Regions from separate parts of the Sus scrofa genome. Here region 1 is linked to region 2. The links are chromatin contacts, called in public HiChIP or PLAC-seq maps. All regions are on one chromosome and are shown on one strand. Each heading gives the region's core, a stretch centred on a gene start, on an enhancer-like site or on the middle of the called end of the contact. The rest is flanking DNA. Distances are from core to core; before and after follow the strand shown.

Region 1 (6,726 bases), core at 413-2,912, 60 kb after region 2:
GTAACAATGGTACAGAGAGAGGATTGGCTCCTTACACCAAAAGCCAAACCTCTCTCCCTAAAGCAGCTACTGTTACATCCTAGGCTCAAGCTGGCAAATCCCGCTTTGGATACTGGCAGAGGAAATTCAGCCGTTCATTAGCCTTAACAAGCTGCTGTCACGGAGCGGAGAAGTTACACGAGCAGCCACACACCAAGCTTCTTGCAGCCCCTCCTCAAGGGCAAGCACGTTTTTCCAAGGCGGACCATGCAGGTTCGCACTTCCAATGTGCAAATTCAAACCGTCTTCTTGGACTTTCCATGATGCACACTGCAGAATTTTGAAAGACTACTCGTGTTCCTCCACTCCCCCATCCACCATCTTTCCTGCATTTAATGTCCCCTCAGCAGCTCCTAATCCTTACTGAGAAAACCACCATTTCCGCAGCAGATCTAGCACTTTCCACTGACCAGCACTTTCTTTATTCCACTTCACAAAGCCCAGGGAACTTGTCACCAGCCCCACTTCCCCCTTACTGGGACACCCAGCCAACTTGGCATCAGTGCCCTTCAGCATCTTAGGAGTTTCTTAACTAGTCCTCTAAGACAAAGTCAGAGGCATGGAAGTACACATCACCCTTTGTCAGAGGTTGTGCCAAGTGGAGAGGGACCCCTCCAAAAAAAGAGAAGCAAGGACACACATAGAGAAGGTGTTCTCTTTCTGAAGACGTTGCACTGGAAAGACCTACAATGCACGTTCAGCATTAGACAGATAACATCTTCCAGTCCTCCTCGGAAATATCCTCAAGTATCTCTTATCACTGGGCTCCTCTTCTTTCTGCCCACCTTCTAATCTCAAAATCAAGTTTCTATTCTTTACAGATACTCCCTAATTACTGGGAAAACACTCCGCTTTGCTCCTACCGCCTCCCCTCCACCTGACGGTCGTTAGCACAGTTGAAAGAGATGAACCTGATTTAAGGTTCAAGATTCAAGTAGGTAGAGCTCCTGCATATAGGGAAGCGGTACCTGTCACCGACGACTTGTAACCCAAACCACCTTCCCAACCCTCTCCTCCGAACCCCAGAAGTTAGGGAGGTCTCTGCTGGGGGACACTGAGCTCGACAACGTGTGCGCAAGGATGCGTGTTGGCGACTGAAACGCAGGCAGCTCAGACCGGCTGCTCAGCTCGGCACACTAAGGGGTTAGGGGGTGGGTGGAGAGGTAAGCAGATGACTGTTTCCGAAAACATTTTAAATAACAAACAGCCAAAAAGGGGGAAAAAAATAAACAACAACAACACAAAATTCAACCCCAAGCCCACACCAACGCAGCCCCTGCGCCTCCGCCGCCGCCACACGATTTACACAAGTAATTTAAATCATTCACCTGCTGCCAGGTCTCCTCCAGGGATGGCAAAGCTGAGAAGTAGCCGGTGTCGTGGACAAGTTGTAGCTCCTGGAATATACTATAACTAGCCAACACGTCCATGCTGCTGCTGCCGGGCAAAACGGGAGGAGAAACCCTCCCCCGAACACAGTTGGGTCTGTTTGTTTGTCAGTCTGTCTGGCTCACCCCCCAAGAAGGCAGACATCCAGTGGCCCTTTTGTTTTGTTTTGTTTCAGTCAACTAAAAAGGAAAAAAAAAAAAAATCAATGCAGGAGAGAGGGAGAGAGGAGGTGAGAAAGGAGAGACTGAGTGGGGCGGATGGAAAGAGGCATCCAGCGTGTACAGTGCAGACGGCTGCCAGGAAAAGGGGACTTCTCCACGGGAGTAACAATTCCCTTCCAGGGCTCTAATCACTCCAGCTCGTGGATCAGGAAGGGGGATGCAAACTCACTGACACGAAGCTGCCATCTATTTCTGCAGCGCTGTTCGCTCCTAATGCAATCTTTGCTCTTTATTTTGGGAGGTTGCATTTTTTTTTTCTCGCGATCGCTTCTCTCCCCCCCTTTCCTTCCTCCCCACCCCCCACCCCATCCTTGCTAGTTTGTAGTCTTCCCCCCCTCCTTTTCTCCTCCTCCTGCTCTTCCCCCTCCCCAAACTCCCTCCCTCCGCCCGGCTCTCCGCGCAGCCGTGGGATCTCGGAGGAGGGCGTCCATTAGGCCGCGTGTGACCATGTAAGGTAAACAGGGGGCTCATGAAGTCACTGAAGACCAATGGGGAGCACGAAGCGAGGCCTGGGGCGGGGCTTGGTCCTGGCGACGGGCTTGGATTGGCGCGCTGCGGATCTCCCTGCTGCCTTACAAGGCGGTGCGAGGCGAGCTATTTTTAGAGGGCTATATAAGGGGGCTGAGGCTGCCGCCGGGCTGCCGGGTAACACGAGCGCGAGGGACGGGGAGGGTCGCGGCGACACTTGCGCTGGCTCCGGGGACGCCGAGGCGGCCGGGATCGGGCTGCACGCCGGCCTCCGACCCTCGCTTTGGTGCCTAGCGGAGCCAGGGCGTTCGGAGCCGGTTCCCCTGAGAAGGGAAAGGGTCGCATGTTGCCGTTCTGGCGTGGACGCGGCCGGTCAGGAGGTGAAAGTCCAGAACGCTGGGTTAAGATGCCTCCTGGAGGAGGAGCGGGGCGGGGGACTGAGAAGCCAGCGTGGGGAGGAGGGCCGGCCACTTCCCACTCCACCTACCTCCTAGGCCCGGGGGCGGGGAACCGCGAGGGAGGGGCAGCGCAAAGGACTTCCTCACTTCCTAAAAGATAAACCGGCGTGGGGGGCGGGAAAGAAAAAGTCACCAAAAGCCCCTTCACGAATTCCCCACAGGCTGCCAGGGTGCAGAGAAGAAGCGCCAGAGGAGAAAGTGCCGCTCACAATGGAGCAGAACAAAGGGGAGCGGAGCGCAGAGAGCAGCCTGTGCCCGCCCCGCGCCCGCACGCAGTCCCCGCCCCCCACGCCCCTTGGCGCCGCGGTGCGCCCCCCGCCCCCCAGCCTGTCCTGCCTTCTGACCCCGTGAAGGGGGAATGCAGCCGGGGTCAGACCCCCAGTTAGCGCTGACTGGAAGGGGACACTTTACTGGAGTGTGTTAAAGACAATAGAGGGAAGCTGGGTGGACGTGGGGTGCAGGCTGGAGCTGGCAACTTGCTCTGGTGTTAAAGGCAAGGCTCCCCATGTGGCTTGGAGAGAGGATGTCTACCTGCCCAAAGTGCGGTGGTGAGAGGAGAGGAACCGAATTACTTTCTGAAGCTATCATATAGAGTTTTATCTATAGAGACCCTGTTGTCTCTTAGGTGAAACCCTTGCACTACGCACGTTGTTGGGGTTGAACAGTTGTTTGCTTGACCTTAAGTGGTTAGTCGTTCAAGCTTCCCCAAAATGCACTGAGAGCTGAACTTCCACTTCTGGAATGATTGCAGAATTTGGTATTTCTTCAGAGATGAGAAACTTAATTCACCCTGCAGTGGAAGAAACATATCCACCTTAATCACCCTTCTCAGCTGTCTCGCCTTCTTACTATGTGGAACTCCATATCTCAATATTTGAAAGATTCTGTTTTATAGAACAAACACCATTTGAAATTCAGTATTTGTCAGGGGAAATTAAACAGGAATTATTGAGTTGAGGACAATCTAGTTTATTTACTTTCTGATGTCTGGGATTCTGTTGGTCAGATCTACCTGTATAATTGTGAATTTACTGTAAATGTATGTGCATGGACTACACAGATCTTGGTGCATTTAGTATTATACATACATATTCATGGTGCCAGGGGATAAATGGTATAAAAAGGTTAAAAGTCCTACATGAATAAGGTGGTATTACGATAGCACACATATAACTGCCAGTATATGAGAAGACTGCCTGGGCCTTTCCCAGAGGTAGAAAAGCACTTAGAGCCATCACATCCCAATGAATGTGTTAACTTGCTCCTTATGGTCATCCCTACTGCCACTTCCTAGCCATGAGACTTTAAGAAAATTACTGGCTCAAACCCTCTGGGCTGTGCATCTCAGAAACAGGAATAGTGGTATCTGCCTTGCCTGGTTATTATGAACAATCAAAATGTTATAAAATAATGTTTGTAACTCACCTAGCATAGTATTTGGTACTATTAGCTAAGTTCTAAATGTTAGCCACCACAATCTCCTGGCTTTAAGTAAATTAATATCTAAACTAATCAAACCCATGGGGGTGATGTACCAGTCTTAGAAGAAGGAGATAGAAATGTCTTGCCAATTTGGAATAGTTTCCCCTTCTCCCCCTCGACACGCTATTCTGATTGTGTGTGAGGACAGGGAGGAGGCCATTGAGAAGTACTGGGGCAGGAGTCATGCTTGTGAGTAATAGCGGAAGGAAAGAAACTTCAATGTAGGAAACTCGAGGCAAAAGCAAAGCAAGACAAAAGAATATAATTTGATGTTTGAGATTCAAGTTAACTTATTTTTTTGTTTTTGTGTTACACTATTAACATTTTGAACAGTATATTTATATACCTGTTAACTTATGAATTTGAAAATCTCATAAATAATAGATATAATTTATTAAGCACAATGTGCCAAACTGTGTGGGCACATAACATAAACATTTTGTACGCAATGTCTTATTTTGTCCTCATGACAACCCCAACAAATTGTCCCCAGCTTTACAGATGAAGATACCCAGGCTTGGAAATATTAAGCTCGTCAAAGTCACACAACCAGGAAGCAGTCAAACAGGGGTTTAAACCCTAGAGCATCTGACTTCCACAATTGTGCTCTGCATAGGGCTCTCTGCAAGGTGAAGACTTGCTTTCTTGGTTTTAAGTCAAGATTTGTTTATAAAAATTGCTTGGATGTGAAGAAGTAAGGCTTCCATTGGGGTTTTTCCCATGTAAATATCAGCTAACCAACTTACTGAAGAACTAAAATTTTACCATGTAAATCCTAAAAACCTCATTATGGCTTTTTCCAAAGCTTTATAGATTAAAATTCATCAAAGAGATTTATGTAACAAGGCGCCCCTTAAGGCACATTTTCAGTATTAGTCATATTTAGCTACCTTTAATAGCCTAGAGACCCCAGGTTCACCTTGCAAGGCACATGTAAAGAATCCAAACATACAAAATAATCAACAAATTAAGACCACAGGGGACTTTGGCAGTCAAACCAAAAATAAATAGCACCGTTACAACTACCACGGATTGAATACTTTCTCTGTACCTGGCATTTTATACATGTTCACATCTGATCTTCACCACAGTCTTGCAATAGAGCTATTATTGCTCATTTTTGCAGACGAAGATACCAAAGTTCAGAATAGGCACATACTTTGCCCATTGTTCTGTCAATAAGTGACCCTCCGAGAAGTGAGAAATGAGGATATTTTGTGAACAAAATAGTGAAAATTTAACATGTAAAAAGAAACAATCAAGACATCAGACTATTACTACTAGAAAAGTTCTTTGTCATTAGTATAGGAAGTCCTTATTATCCTAGTGTGATTAGTACTGGAAATGCCTCCTTAAAGTAAATCTACTTAAAACAAAGACCAAATCTCAGCGCAATTAGTGAAAAAAGGGACTTTTTTGAAAATAAAACTCAACATTATTAAAATACCTTTATTCTATCCTATAGTGAATAAAATTTATAAGTACAACTATGGGCTAATTATAGGGTGAATAAATAATAAATCAAGATGATTTTTGTGGGCTTAATTTTTTCTCCACAATGTGAAGCACCTTACAACATGCTTTATTTCATATTTGACTTTTAGAGAATAATCAAAAAAAGATGGTTATCTTTGTAAAAATATTTGAGGGCTTCTTTAGTTTTCCCAAGGCTCTCAATTAATTCTCTGATATTCAAACTATTCTCTTCTGAAGCATCAACACAGTCATCATCCCAGCTGATTTTGCCTCCATTCGTTTATTTAATTCTATAGATCCTCCTGTGCCAGTTTTACCAACCTCACTTTCTTTCACCTTACACCTTTTGTAAGATTTGCAATTTCACTTTGCAACAGAACTGACTGTATTTGCACTGTTTGTAGAGGGGGTTGGGGGGAAGAGGAGTGTGGTGTTAAAAGATCTCCTTTTTTAATAAGTGGACTAATTTGTAAGTGGCCATATCATTAATAAAAACTTTCATACATTATTAACTTTTGCTTCTCTTACAGTCTTACTATAGTGGAACAAAGTATGAACTTGGGAAGCAGCCTGTTTGTATCAGAGAAAAACAAGAATGCCAAAGAGATGGAGACTGGTAACAAGACTCTGAGAGACAGTTTGAACCTGGAAGAAGATGTATGTATCCATATATACAATGACATACATACATATATATACATGGACAACTCGAGAGTTGTTTCACGATTGATAAAATTAACAGCAGCTTTATCAGGATGCTTATGTCTCAGACAAAATATTCCTTGAGAATATATATCTCCTCGTTTTCATTCCCTACGTACCCTCTGCTCATAATTTGACTTCCCATTTGTTTTGCCTCTAGGGAAAGAATGTGCTGGTTACAACCACAGGAGCCTGGTGCTCATTGTGACAGTTTGGTTGTTTTTGTCCACACAAAGTCCTTGTAGTTATACATGTGTTCCTTTTGAATTTAGTTAGCATAGCATGGGCCTGACTCCCTGGGTGTGTTCAATTTTGAGACTCTGACATGTTGAGGTTTCTGGACATGATGGATAAAAAAACAAACAACAAAATAAGCCCTTTTCTTGGTGAAATAACCGAAAATTCTTGGCATGTACCCTGCTGATCTCCAGAAAACATCCCAATCTTATCATTGATTTTTCAGAATTCTGTGTGTATGTTATAGTTTAATA
Region 2 (6,578 bases), core at 2,108-4,607:
CTAGTCCCTGCCTTTGCTTATTTAACATTCCTGGTGGAGAAGATGGACATCAAAAACAAAACAAAACACACACAGAGAAAAACTTCAAGATCTGACTGTGGGAGGGGGGGATAGTCACACATGGGTGAGAAAGCATTCTGATGCTTAGCAGCAAATTCTAAGCAAGCAAGAGGCTCCCATCCAGTGAGGATGAGAGCCTGCCCGTTCCAACCATTTATTAAGGTTATTTCTTTGGCAGGTAGAATAAATAAAAGGGGGGAGTATATTTAAAAATATCAACATGCACAGGAACCCAGGATCAGATAAAGGAAAAATCTATAGGCAAACAAGCCTCAAAAAGTGGAGCCCTCAGGGGTCATGTGTGCTGTTCCTTCCACCTTTCAGGATTTTGTCTTTGGTGTTAAAACCTTTTTCTTCCTTTAGATCTCCACAAGACAATGCAAGAATGCCTGTCACTCGGAGGTTCCTGTAGGTCCTGTGCGCAGAATGCTGGAAAGCAGCTCTCCCTCACCGTGTGCTTTTGTGACTACAGAGGGGAGGTGGCTGCACACAGCAGCACAATCTTCACCTGAGTTTGGATCTTTGCCCACTAGGGATTTATAATTCCTGTATCGATCAAGCGTTTTTCTCCTGAAGACATTTAACACAGCCATAAATAGCCTCCAAAAAGTGGGGCAAAAGAGGGATAAATAGGATTATTTTTAACTCCACAGGTATCATACAAATAAAAATAAGAGCAATGACAGTAGTGGGAAGGATGTATGAAAGGTTTATTTGTTCGAACTCTGCAAGCAAAGCTCTGGTATACCTAAGACAGCAACGTGCAAGACGGCAACGTCAAGATCCACACAGCCGTAGCTCCTCCCACTTTTCTCTAAGGCGCCTCCATTTGGATTTTCTGGTTTTGTAAGGAAAAAAGGACTGCCAAAGTGTATTCTTTTAAGGGGTCAGGGAGAAGTTTCTATTTATGATTTCTCTTCATAAAGTTTCTAAAATATGCAAACGCACTAGGACTGAGCTATCATTTCGAGAATCAATGCCTTGCATTTGTTGGCATCTTCAAAACTAGCTTTCTTTTTTAAAATGGGGGGAAAAAAACAAGATCAAATACTCTTAAGTTCAATCAAAATAGAACATAGATAAGACAATCATTCCTTTTTCTTAGCTGTTCTAAACTTGCTGTCATATAGGACAATATGGTAACAACTCACTTGTTACTTAGCATGTGTATAAGTAGGATGGCAACTTATTAAGCCATTTTTTTTTGTTGAGCCAAAAACACAGCTAAATTCATTTATATTCTATTTGAATTTAACACCGCCCCCCAATAACAACTGATTTCTAAAGGACAAACAGAATGGGTTAGGCACTACGGTTCAGAACAGAAACATTTGAAAATCATTGTCAGGGCCTGTTTCCTTATCTATAAAATGGGAATCATAAAAGATTTACCCCACAGGTGAGAGGTAAATACAATGAGGAATGTGAAAGCTCTTGGTGACAATCAATACAAGTGATATCATTATTGCTTATGTCTTTGGATCAAGCAATAATGTGGAGGCAGCCACTCCCAGGTTTGGTCCCCAACTCCCTTCTCATTCCCAAGGCCAATCTGAGTAGGAATGCCTCAGCCTACCCTTTCTTTAGCACATCTGCTCCGGGGAGCTGACTAAATAACCATTGCCTCTTCAGGTCATCAAGATAAATATTACTAATTCCCTACTGGACCTAAAACTAAGGTCTGATAACAACTGTGATCCCAAACATGACACTTACCATGACCCCAGGAGGCCAGCTCACTAATCACAATCTCTCCAAGTGGCAAGGGATAAGCTAATCTGTGTGAAAGACACAGATGTCACGTCCTCCCTACAGCCACATTCACATGTATGAGAGGAATAATGTCAGCAGTATTATCTCCACACAATTATAATAGCATATTGTCCATTGTATCTGGGGATGACACGTCTGACAAAGTTATTTTCTATGCATGTGAATGCAGTTGAAAGGGCCAATGCATAATTCACATCTCCTGACAAAATGCAAGCAGAAAGTACGTGTCTGGCAGATAATGCCACTTAAAATCTTTTTACCTGAGGTAGCACCTTCCTCCCTGAGAACTCAAAATGCATCAGGGTACTCTCCTCCAGGTGCTGGTGAGAACCTGACCATGAATGAGGAAACGGACTGAGGAAGCACATACTAGTGCAATACAGGTTTCCACATGCAAGTTCTATTTTCCGACTGAAAACACTTATTCCCAAACTTATTTGTGCCCTAACAGTCAACCTTCTGTTTGATAATAAGAAAACCATTGTTATAATTTGGCGAGGCTGCTGTACGTGAGAGGACAGGTAGAAAATGATCGTTAGTGCCTGGTCAGCTAGACCCATTTCCTGGCTAAAAGCCTCTCTCCCACCTATCAGCCTGGCGGCCCATGCGATTTAAATCCCTGCCTCAGCGAAATCGCAAATTATTACAGGTCAGGAGCCTACAGCAAGAGGGGAGGGGATGTCATTTGAGAGGAGCTATAAGCATGAATGTTAATTCTAGAAAGCAAAGGGAGCTGGGGGTGGGGGTGGGTACAGCAAATTGTCTACCAGACAGAAAAAATAAATTATACAATAGTGATACTTAGTCAATTTTTCAAAGAGCACAAAAGGGAAGGCAGCACTTGGTCAGTAGTCTTAAAAGGATGAGGAAACATTTGGCAAGTGGTGCAAGAGTAACCCAAAGAGATGAAATGAAAGATGGCTTGGGTTGCGTTAGGCCAGGCTTTCTCAATCCTGGCCATTTGGGGCTGGATGGTTCTCGGCTGTGGAGGCTGCCCTGTGTACTGTAGCATGTTTGCCAGTATCCCTGCCCTCCACTTGCCAGATGCCAGTAGCAACCCCTCCTCCAAAAGGCGACAACCCAAAATATCTCCAGACATCGCCAAAGGTCCCCCGAGGGAGAAAATGGGCCCAGGTTGGGAACCACTGCATTAGGCACCTAATGATGTCACATGTGCAAAGAGCTGGGCTAAAAGGTTTGCTCTCACACACAATGGCTGGCCTCTTTAGCCATCGAAAGGAGGTCCCAACGCCTCCCTGGAACAGTCACACGACTTTCATGTTCCTGCCAGACCTCATTAGCTTCTCAAGTTCTTGAAGGGTCAGGCAAGGCCCGCTGAGCAGATCAGCTCCCCTGGGGTGCAGGCGGCCACGTGAGGTTGTGAGCACAGGGTGTCCAGCTGAAGGGCTGAGGGGGCCGAATCCAGCCCTGCCTCTCAAGCACACGGCTGCCTCTGCCCCTAAGGAAGGGGAGTGGTTTTTTTCATTTGCACAAAGGCATGCCATGGGTTAGCAGCAGTCCTGCTAGGCTCCTGGCAGCCGCCAGACTTCTCTTTTCCAGGTTTGTCAGTGGATGGACCTCACACAAGCAGTAGCAATGTTGTGTGCAGATGAGAATTAGCAAAGCAGGCCTTTTGTGCCTGAAGAGAATTGAACGTTTGAAGCAGCTTCGTGAAACACCTCCTTTCCTTAGCCCCCAGAGCATGCTGACACTCTCACCATTGCTTTAAAGGTGGACACATACAAAGAATAAAAATCTGCCCACCTGAAGAGCAGGAATGCGGGAAGCTAGGAAAGTGGGTACTGGTGTTTGTTTACGGCTGGGGCAAACCGTGACAGCTTCCGCCTTCCAAGACCCGTGCCTTGGGCTTCTCAGGTCTCATCAGAATCAAAATGAAGCTACGTAACCACATCCAATCGATGAGTGAGGAGCAATGGACAAAAACAGCTGGGATTTCCTTGGGTTTGTGCTCCATATCCTGCTTCAGTTGACAGCATGGTACTCAGTTGACCCATGATATTTCAAAAAGATTAACAACGGGTCCTTTTATTAGACAGAGAAATAATATCTATGCATACCTGCTCTGTAGTTATCCTCTGATAACGAGGTTTTCATCTGGAGTTCAATCACTACTAATGGCTAGCTGGTTTCCTTAAGATCTGTGGAATACTGCATTCTTCATTCCATCATCCTAGCCTGGTTTGAAGCCTTCTACCTATTTTAAGGATACTTGAAGCAGCAATGATTCCATAGGGCTTGATCTGATCTCCTTACTACTGGCAGGGCTGTGGCTCAGAAGAGAGCTTCTCCTGTTTTACTTTCGATCGAGGAGGACAGATCTCATTAGTATGGGAAACCACTACCAGCCATTAGCATCAAGTAAGAGTTGCCTTTGCTAACTATTTCTGTGCACAGTCACACAACATGCTCTTAGTTTTTCTCAATAAAACAGGCTTTTTTCCCAGGGGGATGAAGTTGGCTCTTCCAGGGGCCTCAATTTACATACACTTTCTCAACCATTTCAAGTGCAAACTCCTTGAAGCATCAGTTCATTTCTGAAGAATCTTCCTCCCCACACTTCCAGGAAGAATTTCAATAATGATGAAATGGAAACCTCTACTTAGGAAATAGAATAATATGGAAAGTAATTATGCTTTAAAAAAAATCACAAAAACTGGTTTTAGGTTTATGTTGTACTCCATTTTCTTGTTTGCTATAAGGAAAGAAAAATCAGATGTGCAAGCAAAAAATCAGATGCTTATTTCTATGTAAAAATGCGATGGTATCACCAAAAAAGTACTTAGGACATGTGCTACACACATCCGAGGAATGAAATCCATAATGGAAATTCAACGGTCTAGATGCTTCCCTTTACTTCTTCTTAATGAATAAAACAGCTGGGAAAATCTCATAATTGCTTTTAAGTCCATTTGATTTCTTTATACTCTGTATGGTATCAAGAAGAATGGCTACAAGAGAATTTGGTCCATTTGAGAGATAAAATGGCATTCTCCTTAAGATGTTAAAGATGCTGCTTTGTTATTAAGTTAGAAATTTTAATGTCTGCACAAATTCTATTAGTGTCCATATCAGCTACAGATGTGTAATAATTTGCCAGTTCTTTCTTAAGAAGATCAAATCCATCATTGAAGTAATGCCTTCAAATATCTTGTTTCTTTTAAACTATATTCAAAAGGTAAGCAGGGAGAAGAAAGACTTGAAGATTCTAATGTGTTTTCATAGCTAAAGGATTTAGTTGAGAAAGCAGGCTGAGGGGACGCAGGTGCCAGACATTGTGTAGAATTTGCACTTACGCTCCATTAATTGCCGGCATATCTTCCTTTCCCTTTTTCCTCCCCTCCCCCCATTAAATCCCTTTGGAAAACAGCAGAGCAGCAGGCCCAGACTGGTACCCAGCAGCAACACCAGGAGCAGAAGTAGCCAATTAGCCTCCAGAATACAAAGAGGGGGAAAAAAAAATTGATGCAGTTACCTAGCAACCAGAAAGAGCAGAAACAGCTGTGTAGCAGGCCCAGGCTGGTACCCAGGCAGAAACAGGATAGCCAATTAGCACACTGTATTTAATGCTGATGTGGTTTCCTAGTAACAGGCTGTACAAGTCTGTCTGTTGCATTTTCTCCCTCCCTTCCTCACATTTTCTTCAATCATGCACAGTATTACTATTTGCCCTAATTACTGTTTCTCCACTGCTTCAAGCAGCCATTATTTTGTCCCCAGAGAAATTGGAAGAACTCAGAAAAAAAATCTTCTGTAATGACAGTATTTAGTTTCAAATTCAGATTAGCTATAAGCCTTGAGACACTAAACAACAACAACAAAGAATGAAGAAAAAAAAAAAAAAACACAAAAAAGCCAGCAAATCGCCTTCTGACTAAATTTGTAAGGAGCCTATGGTACCTTTTCTTCATGCTAATATTTACATGTGAGGGAAGTAAAAAATATTTAATAATGCATACCGTCATTCTGCCATACACTACATTTTCAAATAGGTTGAATCCTCTGTGTACTTGAATTTATTCATATTGATTTTCTGATACTCTCTCCTGAACACTAGGAACATAAAATGTCTTATTACCTATATCAGAGAAGGGAGATGTATCTTTTGTTGCTCTTTTTAAAATACCGATACTAGTTTCAACAGGCTCATGACCAATTGAGAATTCAATATGAGGAATCATTATTTCCCTCCTACAAGAGAAGCTGAGTACAAGTGAAGAGTGTGTACACAGCAGTAAGGGGATTCAAACACCATGTAAGTTCATAATCACAGTAATGAATTCCAGTGAGTGATTTTTTTTTTTTTTGTCTTTTTGTCTTTTTAGGGTGGCACCCACGGCATATGGAGGTTCCCAGGCTAAGGGTCGAATCTGTGCTGTAGCCGCCAGCCTATGCCATAGCTGCAGCAATGCTAGATCCGAGCTGCATCTGTGACCTACGCCGCAGCCACGGCAACGCTGGATCCTTAACCCCCAGGAGGTGATATTAAACCACATGAACATACAAAATGAGGATAGAAAACATTTAAACATGACCACTACAGTTATTCTGAAATAATTCCTACTTCATATTGCTCCCTTGTATACCCGAATATGTACTGGTGTCAGCCTTTTTTCCTGAGTTCTCGTCATCAGGGCACAGATTATATTAATTCTACAATTCAGCATCCATGAGACCCCTAGAACTGCTCTCATTAAACAGTGGCTTCAATATTGGAACAATATATA

What was found. HiChIP or PLAC-seq counts read pairs in DNA pulled down with a chosen protein or histone mark.
Region 1: a contact with region 2 is called in an H3K27ac HiChIP or PLAC-seq map of skeletal muscle. The contact joins the promoter of KLF7 here to the enhancer-like site in region 2. A contact is called at or near these places in 6 of 47 Hi-C or Micro-C datasets (brain, embryonic fibroblasts, heart right ventricle and 3 more) and 2 of 2 datasets of contacts at active chromatin or transcription factors (alveolar macrophages and skeletal muscle).

The regions. Positions count from the first base shown.
Region 1 is chr15:110,377,440-110,384,165 of Sscrofa11.1, forward strand. It overlaps KLF7 (Kruppel like factor 7), which reads right to left and starts at 1,663. Exons shown (of 4, transcript NM_001097487.1): 1 at 1,368-1,663. The coding sequence starts at 1,469.
Region 2 is chr15:110,315,379-110,321,956 of Sscrofa11.1, forward strand. All of the region lies in intron 2 of KLF7 (Kruppel like factor 7), which reads right to left. Among named protein-coding and RNA genes, the nearest start is that of KLF7, 60 kb to the right of the region's middle. Within about 2 kb of position 3,358, at least 8 of the 83 cell types and tissues checked have an H3K27ac peak or open chromatin away from gene starts, as enhancers often do. A contact at or near this core is called in alveolar macrophages, brain and skeletal muscle, where this site is marked.